Linked DNA regions of Mus musculus: region 2 is linked to region 1. Evidence: chromatin contacts called from public promoter capture Hi-C data. All regions are on one chromosome and are shown on one strand. Each heading gives the region's core, a stretch centred on a gene start, on an enhancer-like site or on the middle of the called end of the contact. The rest is flanking DNA. Distances are from core to core; before and after follow the strand shown. Region 1 holds the start of Ndufv1 (NADH:ubiquinone oxidoreductase core subunit V1). Region 2 holds the start of Ssh3 (slingshot protein phosphatase 3).

Region 1 (5,142 bases), core at 1,880-4,379:
TTGAACTTTGGAGCACAAAAAGGAAGAACTCTGGGCCCAGGTCATGTTGTTGATGGATGCAGGAATGCCACCCCCACCTCCCACCAACCCAATTGCTGGCCCCAAACTGGTACTACCATCTAAGAATGGTTGTGCCAGGAAAGACGACAGCATGTGAGGTGAGGTGTGCCTGCACCATCAGCCAGCGCTCATGTTCTCACCTGCAAATTGGAGGCCTCGTTGTAGAATTCCCCTCGGATGTAGATATAGGCGGCCCGGGCTCCCATGGCCCGGCCTCCCACAAGGCAGCCTTCCACCAGCTTGTGAGGGTCATGACGCATGATCTCTCGGTCCTTACAGGTGCCTGGCTCTCCCTCGTCAGCATTCACCACCAGATACTTGGGCCTGTGGGGTCCTGCACATCAGTCAGGCTACAGACCCACCAGGACCCAGTTCTCAAACTTCATTCCGTCTACACTCAGAGAAGCCTCAAGGCAGTTGATCTTCTGTGCCCTACCCAAGGCTCTCTTTGTGTCACACCGATGACAGGACTCTGCCTATTTCATCCGTGACCACGTATGTCCACAAGATAAGCCATGTTCTCCTGAGAGAACAAATCCAACATCTCTCCCTGGGCTTCCCTTGAGAGTCAATTCAGTTCTTGGTCGTAAGAGGTCTGCAACCTCTACCACAGCCTTGAGGCTAACAGGAGGTAGAGTGGTTGACTTTTTAAAAAATGAGCAGGTAGTGGTGGTACACACCTTTCACCCCAGCACCCAGGAGGCAGAGATGGGTGGATCTCTGAGTTCAAGGCCATCCTGGTCTACAGAGTGAGTTCCAGGACAGCCAGAGCTACACAGAGAAGTCCTATCTTGAAAACAATATTTCTGTTTATTACATTTATTTACTGGTGGTGGCAGCATGTGCCATAACACATGTGAAGTTCAGGGATCAACTTGTGGGAGTCAGCTCTCTCTCTCTCTCTTTCATGTGGGTTCTAGAAGTGACCTCTGGTCACCAGGCTTGAAGCCAGGCTCCCTTACCTGCTGAGCCATTATGCCAACCGAGTGGTTAACTTTATAATTTGCATTCTAGGTGTCTAGGTGTCTACTGAAGTTGCAGGTCAAAAACTGAACCAACATTATCTTTTTAACTTCTGCATATCATACTCAGACACACACCCATACACATACAAAAGAAAAAAGAAAAAGAAGAAGAAGAAAAAAAGAGGAATTCAAAAGGACCAGATTCTCCAAAGCTTGCTAAGTATTAAAAGGCAAAGGTGGAATTTGAATAATAAGGTCTGCCTAAATGAAAATCTTGTATGGATTGTAACATCTTAAGTCTCTGCTGAGGAAAGAGATAGCTCTTAAGTTAAGGATAGATATATCCTCTCTTACAGCCTGCTAAGTTTCCCAGCATCAGCCCCAAAACCCAGTGATCCAGCAGCCCCTCCTGTATCCTGCAACCAGAGCTTAGGATATTTCCCCAACAAACCTGCCATCTGAGGGCTTATTCATGAAGCTCCACTTGAGGCCAGTGGGGAAGCCAGCACCACCACGGCCCCGTAAACCTGATGTCTTCATCTCACCCAAGATCCAGTCAGGCCCCTTCAGCAGGATCTCCTTTGTCTTGTACCAGTCACCCCGTCTCAGGGCACCTTTCAGCCTGGACAGAGTAGGAAATGATGTGAAGGAGAAGTCCTGCTCTGGGACCCAGCAGGCCATGGGCACTGTCTCACCTCCAGTCATGGCGCCCATACAGGTTGGTAAAGATCCGGTCTTCATCCTTCAGTGAGCCAAATGAGGTTTTCTTGGGTGCTGTCTGGGGAGATAGAAGGTCAGGAGGTCCAGAGCTCAGGGACCATGAGGGATTGGGGCAGAATTTTCAGCTTCTTGGGCCTTCCTACATATGAGGAGCTGGGCCACAGCAGGGGTAGAGGCTTCAAAGTCTTTGAAACATTGTAGCTCCCGACCACCATTTATATCAGTCCTTCCTGTTTAGAAGTTACAGAGCTAAACACTCTCAACGTTTCATCCCAATTCATCCTTGTAACATTCCTGGGATAGGATATTTCCTCCATTTTCCAAAGGAGGGGGGGGGGGCTCTAAACAAAAGGAACTTAGGGAAGGCCACAAAGCTAAAAGCAGATGGTCCCCACGGAGCCATGTCACACTTCAGCGACAGCACCAGCATTGCTTCCCCAAGACCAGCATAGATTTGTCTGACTCTTCCACTAGAGCAAAACCTGGCTAGGAGGGGCTTGATCTCCCTAACTCTGCTGAAGAGGTAGTACGTGGTCACTGATGGAAGAGAAGTGCCTCATTGGGGCTGGGGAACAAAATGGATTTGGGGTCTGAGATAAAGGAGAGGTGTGGACTGGAATGGTTCACGACTTGGTAGAAAGTGACCTGACATCCACTCCTACCTCCTTAAAAGTACTTCTCCTCAGGTGTAGTGGTGGATGCCTGTGGTCTCAGGAGCACCCAGAGAGGCTGAGACAAGAGGACCAACACTAATTTGAATACAGCCTAGAACTATATAATGAGCCCCTATCTCATAAAAAAAAAAAAATTCACAAAAGCGTTTTCCGGTCACTACTGGAAGCAAAATACTGTCGGGGGGTTGAGGAGATACACATCTTTTTCAAAACTGTTTTCTGAACTTTGAAATGGGGCGAAGACCCTGATACCCGGTAGGGCTGCGAGGAAGAAATAACAGATTATCTAAGACGCCTCAACACCTGCAAACCCTCACCCCAAGACGGGGTTGTTAAAACAAGAGTAGCTGGACTGGACATCGTCAGCCTGGAGTTGGGACCGTTAGTTTTTATCCAGACCGGGTGGTAGCTCGGAGAGGAGAGGACTCTGCAGAGGGGACCACAATCCCGCTCGCCGCTCGCCACTCCTCCGCCATAGGCGTGGGCCTGAATCAGGGCGGGCTCACCGTGCCGCTGCTGAAACGCACAGATACCCGCACGGGAACCAACCCGCCGAGAAAATGCCGTGCCGCTAGCATCGCGGGAGCCAGACGGGTCACCTCCGGCTGTCACCTTCACAACTCCGAACCGCGGGACCGGCGCGACAGAAACACACGGGGTGGGGAGCGCACAGGAAGTGCGTCACACATCCGCAGCCAGTGGCGTGTCCAGGGACCTCCGTTCCTTTGAGCTCTGTCCTCGGCCTCGCCCACTAAAGGTGCGCGGGCACAGAGACCGGAAATTTACTCTCGTGCTAGGCCTTCTGGGAGATGTAGTCCAGCTTGCCCAGACTCTCCTTTCTCGGAGACTCTTCCTTTTCCTAGTAAACCAGGCTCACGTGTCGCCCTCTGCTGGATCCCAAGTATTCCACTTCCTACAGACTTTGCGTCTAGTTGACACCAGCTATATATGCACGAATGGAAGCTGGTGAGAAAATTAGTTGGACTACAGCGGAATCGTCCTGATCTGGTGTAATTACGCTGAACTAGCCGAGCCCTGCTGAACTAAGCGCTCCCCCTGAGCATCCGTGTGCCTTGGAGAAGTACTCATTAACAAAAGAACCGGTGAGGTCCCTCACCTCCCACAAAGCTGCCCCAGAACCTTTGCATAGGACTTCTCAGGGCTGTGTGTCTGTAAACCTTTTAGAGCAATGCAGAGACCAGGGATGGTCAGTGAGTGTCACAGGCTCCCGCCGATGCTAAAAGGCTACTCCCTCCCCTTATCAGGGACCCCTTGGGGCTCTAGTTACACACTGCAGCCGGACTCCTGTCTTCAGAACCCAGCTCTAGAACAAAAACGTTTTGCTTGTTTTTCTTTTAAGATAAGTTTCATTTAGCTCTGGCAGGCCTGGAAATCACTATATGGCGTAGGCTGGCTTTCAACTTGCTGTGAGCCTTTGACTTCCTAATGCTAGATTCAAAAACCAGCCCCAGATATAAGAGTTTAAGAGTTTTCTTCCTTCCTTCCTTCCTTCCTTCCTTCCTTCCTTCCTTCCTTCCTTCTTTCTTTCCTTCCTTCCTTCTGCTTTGTCAGACAGAGTCTTACTATTCCCCTAATATGCTTTAAATTGAGCCTACAAGCTCACTTGGATGTCTATCTTGGTAATGGGAGACCTCAGCATGCTGGACTTCTGCAGAATAAAGCATTCTTTGTGTTTACATAGTATTTGAGTCCAGGGTATCAGGGGTCAGAAGGAGGGCAGCAGCATCATTAGACTACTTCATGCTTATTATGGGCGTCAGTTCCTTGGGGCAAGCCTGATCTTTACTGTCAGGATATCTAATTATTTCCTTTTCTTCTTTCTTCTCCTCTTCTTCTTCTTGTTTCTTCTTTGTGCACAACTACTTAATAACCTCTTGGTGTCCTAGCATTTATATACCCTCTAAAAACTCCACAGAATTCCAAATGTCACATCATCACAGAAACTATCTACAGCTGGAAAAATCATGTCCTTGCTAGAACACAAGGCAAATCATAGTCAGCTGCTGTGGACAGTCTGAAGCAGCTCTATATCCTCACACTTAGGATCAAAACAAAAACACATTCTGATAATATTTCTGTGGTTTTTTTTTCAAAGAAACCAAAACTCCAAAATTGTCACTACAATGTCTGACTTAGAAGTGTAGTATGTAAGAGACAGATGAATACCTGTTTGCTCAATACTGCCCACAGTGTGTGCTGGTCAGAAGGGTTTTTTGTTGGTTTGTTTTTTAACTTGCCATAAATTAGTCATTTGAAAAGGGGGACCTTTGACTAAGGGATTATTTTCATTAAGTTGCTGGTAGGCAAGTCTGTGGGAGCATTTTTTTTTTTGATTAAGGATTGATGTGGGAAGGCCAAGCCCACTGTGGGTTAAGTCATTCCTGAGCAGATGGTCCTGTATTGTATTAAAAAAAAAAAAAAAAACCTGAACAAGCCATGGGCAAGCAAACCAGTAAGTAGTGTTCCTCCATGGCCTTGGGTTCATTTCTGCCCACAGGAACCTTGAGTTCTTGCCGTTACTTCCCTCAATGAGGGACTGTGACATGGAAATGTATGCCTTTCCTCCCCAAGGTGTTTGCTTGTTTTGGTCATGGTATTTATCACTGAAATAGACAGCAAACTGGGACAGTAGCCCTAGATGGCCTTAACTCCGTGGGGGTGAAAATGAGCGTCTGTAGGATTTCCTCCCTGACTGGGAGAAC
Region 2 (5,142 bases), core at 1,619-4,118, 260 kb after region 1:
TGCCTCTTACCCATCGCCGTCCAGGTACACCTGGGTATCACTCCAGAGGGGCAAGACCAGGCCCAGGGTGCAGCTGTGGGAACTGGCAGGGGACAGGAGAGCCATTGTTCCTCAGCACCTCACAGCCTTGGCCCAACCCTTCTCTCCCTGCTCCTACCTGCTGTCAGGGAAGTCCACCCCAAGCAGGATGGCCTCCTCACTCAGTTCTTCTCCCGTGGATACTACCAGCAGGTAGCGAAGTCTGGGGGGTCGGGCTGCCTCCAGCTGGGCTGCCTAGAAAGATGGAAGAGGCCCTGAATTATAGGAGCTCCAGGATCTGTTTCTTCACTCCACATGGACACAGCTCACATCTTGACAGCCCCTGTACCACCAATTCCTAGACAGAAGATCAGTGGCTACTGGAGAATATAGTGGTACTCCTTTTTTGCAGTTTGTGACTCAACAAACTGTCTTTTGAAGTCTGACCCCCAAAACTGTGCTACTTCTGGCAGTTTCCGCAAGAGAGTATCTGAGTGAGAAGGCGGCCATCCTTCTTGCGGCCTTCAAGAGACAACTGAACTAAGGGTCTTCTGGAAGAACGGTCAGAACTCTTAACCCCTGAGCCACCTCTCTAGCCCTGCTACTAGCAAATATTTTATTTGAGAAATGCCTCCTACCACAGATATTAATCTTTGTTTTTGTGGTGCTAGGAATTAGATGTAGGGCCTCACACATGCTAGAAAGATTTCATCTTATAATGGCTTAGAACAACATTCCTGGGGCTGGAAAGATGACTCAATGGTTAAAAGCATTGGCTAATCTTCCAGAGGACCCAGACTCAGTTCCCAGCACCCACATGACAGCTCACACCAGTCTGTAATTCCAGTTCCAAAGCTTCTGATACCTTCACACAGACATACATGCATGCAAAACACCAAAACATGTAAGAAAAAAGACAAACAACAAAACCCTAGGGCTTCTGTTCTAAACAGCTTTTCCAAAGCTCGAATCTTCTTCATTCTTTGCTGCCAACAAGAAGTGTCTGCCTCCACACACTTTCTGGAGCTGGCCCTTAGGTTCCAGGGGATCCCAGACTTCTTGGGTGCTCTGGTCGCCTGACTGGCACTTAGCTGCCAAGGCGTACTACACAACCCTGGGAGTATGAGTCCATCTCTGGGCAACTCACTAGTATCAACAGAGGCCTCCTGTGGATTAACAGAGACCTCCCTCATATAACCCCAGCTCTTGGCTCACAGGGGACAAACCTCCCTTGTCCATTCCCAGCCCTCCAGAGACAGATATGCCCTTGCCTTGCTGTCTCTAGATGAAGTGGCAGAGTTGTTGTGGCCCCAGATCTCATAGCACTGATCTTAGATAGACATGAGCTCCGGGTGGTTCCTTACCAGGCGGATATCATCCTGCGGCCTCAGCAGCTCCACCATGAGGTGCAGGTGCCGCTTTTGCACTTGTTTCCAGGGACTCTGGAGTCCTTGCCCTTTGTCAGTCTGGTCCTCGGTGGGCTGTTCCTCACCTGAGGGTTCCTCCATTGGCTCAGAGTCAGCCTCAGATGCAACATTACTGTCCCCTCCATCCTGAAGTCCCAGGACAGCCCCTCGGAGCACCGCAAAACTCTGCCTGGCAGAGCGATGGGGACATGGTTCAGGTCATAGGTTTTCAAACTTTAGGGAGGCTGAGTCCCCTGGCTGGCGGAAGTGGGCTGCTGGCCCGCTCTCCAGAGTCAGATGGGCCGGAGTGAGGCACAGTTTGCACTTTTGTAACCAGGACCCTGATAGCGGTAGGCACCTAGAGCCAGCCTTGGGCTCTCAGGCTCCTCCTCACCTTGTTTTGCACCTTTGGAATGTGTTCCTTTTCGGGGTGGACTCAGATGCTATAAACTTGTTTAAGCACTTATACTCCTTCAGGTCCCATCCTGCCCTTGGTCCTGGGATTACTGGGCGAGCCAAGGTCCAGGTAATGTGTGAAAGCATCTACTGGCCAGGGCTAAGTTAACCATGCTGGTTCTTCCACAAGCCAGAGATGTGATGTTTGCCAGCTCCACCCACAGCATCTGCCTCCCACCTAAGCATGAGTTTATCTGACAATACTTAAGTGAGTCCTTGGTCCAAGCAAGACATCAGGAGTCCACAATGGCAGCAGCTAGGCCACAGGCTATAAGGAAGCATTTGTCAGACAGAACTCACCTGCGCTGGAGCCGGCCTCTGCGTCTTACCACTCGGTCCTGCTGAGAAAGCAGCCCGGGAATAGAGTAAGAGAGCAGCTTCCAGGACAGGAAGCACCCAAAAGCCTCTCCTCTTCCTACAAGGGAGCGCTAGGTGGAAAAGAAATCTCTTTCCTCTGAAGCCGCTCCCCTCCAACAGGCCCCAGAGAAACCCGGCCTAAGTCCAGGTACAGCAGTGCTGCAAGGATAGGGGGTTGCAGAGTGTGGGAGGTATTTGGGCAGATCTGGGCTTCAACAGACCCGGGCGGTTCTCAGGATTCCGCATCTACCTACGTCGAGCTCCTGGGAGCCTCAGGGCCTCCCAAGTGCCTTAAAACGTGAGACTCAAGGTCCCCCTCCGCCTACTCCCAGCCGTCTGCTAGGGGCAGGACTTGCTCCCTAAGGCCTACCTTGGCAGCCAACTGTAAGAGCGTAAAACCAAGCTAAACTCACCGTGGGTCCCACAGGCGTGGAGTGGCCACTTGCCGGCGGCGAGCGACTCACTGTGACCAGCGCCATAAGGTAGGCAGGCCCGGAACACCTGGGCGAACACCCGGCACGACCCCTCCCTCAGCCTTACGGTCAGTCCCTGCCTTCGCACAACCAGGAAGAAGAGATTGGAGCCACCAGGGCCTGGCACCTCCTCGGGAGCGGCCCTTAAAGGGCCCGACTCATGACCAGTCTGGTCGCGTAGAGCTGGTACCGAGCGACAGCGGCCCCGCCCCTGCGGTCTCGGTTCAGCTTGCCCCGCCCCGACCGCGCTAGAGGCGTGGTCAAGGGCGTGGCGCAGGTGAGCCCAGACCTCACTTTCCCTGCTTTGGTCGCTTTGCCCACAGAAGGCTTTCAACCCTTCTTGCTGCACCCAGTAAGACTTGGACCCCCACTGTTTGGTTTATGCTATGGTTTCTTGGAAAGGAAGGAGCAAGGGCAACAGTTTTGTTTTTGAGACAGGGTCTCACTATGTAGCTGACAGACCTGAAACTCATTATATAGAGCAAGTCGCCTAAAACCCAGAGATCCACCTGCCTCTGCCTCCCAAGCACTAGAATTAGAGGCATGCGCCACCATACCTGGGAGGCAATGGGTCTTAAATCTACCACCCCATTCCAAACTTGCTCTCTTTTCTGCTTGGCTGTCATTCCTCTACTCTTGAGAAGATCTGGGAGAACAGAAGGCCTTTTTGGAATTTTTGCAATAGTCCCCAATACCTGTACGCATTTCAGGTCCACCCTAGGGGTGACTAGGACAGGGCTGAGCCCCTTCCCCAGAGAGTGACTTGCTTAAAGGTTCATTCTGGTAGAAAATACTTGAAACAGGGGGAACCTGTGCCTGAGTTTTGGGGATGAGGTGGGAGCTTCCCCCAGTAGGTAGAATAGGAAGACCCAGCCCAGCGGGAGTATGGACCATCAGGCTGGGTGGCAGGCAGAACCTGGGGTTGGGGTAGCATCCAGGGAAATTTCAGAATCTCCAGGAACTCCTGCCCCGTGAGAAGTGGTCTTATTTTCTAGCTGTAGAAATGGAGGCTCCAAAGCTGCTCAGTGCCAGCTCCAGCGAGGACTACCCATCAGTAACCCCATCCAGTGTCCCCTTGGTTCCAGACCACGCAGGACAGCAAGCCTACTGCTGATGGTCTCTTTATTTCCACCTCAGTCTCACTGCTAGCCTATCTTCAGTGCCCAGGTCCCAAGCTCAGCAGCAGACAGTTTATAAATAAATAAATTACAAAACCAGGCAGAAGGCATGGCCCTGGGGAGCCGTCCCAAGGCCAGGCAACTCAGTGCTCTGTGAGTGACAGCTGCAGGATCCGCTGTAAGTCGTCTTCTTCCTGCTGACCCCGTCGCTCCAACTCCTCCTGTTCCCTTGAAGACAACTCCAGGGCCAGGCGAAGCTGCTCCTCAAAGCTTGGGGGTGCAGGGGATGGAGGTGTCTTCTGAGGAGATTCTGGACCCCTGGACTCTGTGGACAGCTGTAGGCTTTCCTGCAGGGCCCTTCAGGGTAAGGGTTGAGGGGAGAGCAGACCAGTGAGAAGGCTTGGGGAGGAGCCAAGCCCATGCAATTTTGAGAACAAGGTGTCAGGGACAGAGACAAGCAGGCCCTCTTTTGGCTCTTCATGCTCCCCACGGTAAGCAGCATTTTGCCATGTGAAGGCATGGAGCCCTTGGATCAGAACTCCCTGGCTTCCCACCCATCACCAGCAGCCAGGGACCCACACACAGTTCCTGAGGGACTCACTGCTCCAACTGAAGCTGCTCTTCAAACACTGTGACTCGGGGAGGAGGGTGAATGCCAGGCCGTGTGTTGGTCAGGGCTTCCCACACCGTCACCTGCAGCAGCCAGAGCCCAGAACTGTCACCTTGGGCCTGTGGCTGTAGAGGCCATGACCCACCTTCCACTTGCATCCCACCTGCTCTGCCTCTGTGCCTGCCTCAAGCAGGCTCTGCTGGATGGCAAACTGCAGCAGGTCGTCATCCTCATCCCGAAGGGGCTCGCTGCGCTCAGCACCCAGCACACTGTATCCCTCGGGCACCTCGAATACAGTGGGGTCCACCTCACATGGAAAAGGGCTTCCTGGGCAGGGCAGCGGAAGGGTCATGTTCAGCCCTAAGGCTGATCAGAGAGCTACCAGCTGTGAATGTCTCCTGTAGCTATAGTCATACCTGAAGCAGAAATGGCAGAACTGGAGTTGGGGACGCACACCGAGCTCACAGGCTCATCACAGCCGCAAAGGTTACTGAAGGTGATGCGGGCATTGAGCACATGGAAGAGGGGAATCTCTGAGGGGAGAGAGCCAGGCTTGAGCTGCCTGCACCCCTCAGTAACCCCAAACCTGAGGAGGGCATCATGCCCAAGTCCTGGTTACCCCCTTGCCTGCCCTCTCACCAATCTTGACAGGGAAGCCTGGTGGGAGACGCAGAGTGATGAAATCCCGTAGCTTGGCAAAATGA

The links. Capture Hi-C pulls out chosen DNA fragments and counts their contacts.
Region 2: a contact with region 1 is called in a promoter capture Hi-C map of liver. The contact joins the promoter of Ssh3 here to the promoter of Ndufv1 in region 1. A contact is called at or near these places in 3 of 39 promoter capture datasets (the 3T3-L1 cell line and hippocampal neurons), 4 of 15 datasets of contacts at CTCF or cohesin (embryonic stem cells, large pre-B cells and stem cell-derived epiblast-like cells), 15 of 484 Hi-C or Micro-C datasets (the G1E-ER4 cell line, the NIH/3T3 cell line, embryonic fibroblasts and 7 more), 21 of 115 datasets of contacts at active chromatin or transcription factors (the SCID.adh cell line, bone marrow-derived dendritic cells, bone marrow-derived macrophages and 10 more) and 4 of 9 other capture datasets (adipose tissue, embryonic stem cells, liver and 1 more).

The regions. Positions count from the first base shown.
Region 1 is chr19:4,009,626-4,014,767 of GRCm38.p6, forward strand. Ndufv1 (NADH:ubiquinone oxidoreductase core subunit V1) reads right to left here and starts at 3,130. Exons shown (of 10, transcript NM_133666.3): 1 at 2,926-3,130; 2 at 1,721-1,803; 3 at 1,477-1,647; 4 at 201-384. The coding sequence starts at 2,997.
Region 2 is chr19:4,266,365-4,271,506 of GRCm38.p6, forward strand. It overlaps Ssh3 (slingshot protein phosphatase 3), which reads right to left and starts at 2,869. Exons shown (of 14, transcript NM_198113.3): 1 at 2,651-2,869; 2 at 2,181-2,221; 3 at 1,383-1,614; 4 at 158-273; 5 at 11-82. The coding sequence starts at 2,716. It overlaps Ankrd13d (ankyrin repeat domain 13 family, member D), which reads right to left. Exons shown (of 15, transcript NM_026720.2): 11 at 5,078-5,142; 12 at 4,855-4,971; 13 at 4,602-4,765; 14 at 4,430-4,521; 15 at 3,816-4,185. The coding sequence ends at 3,972.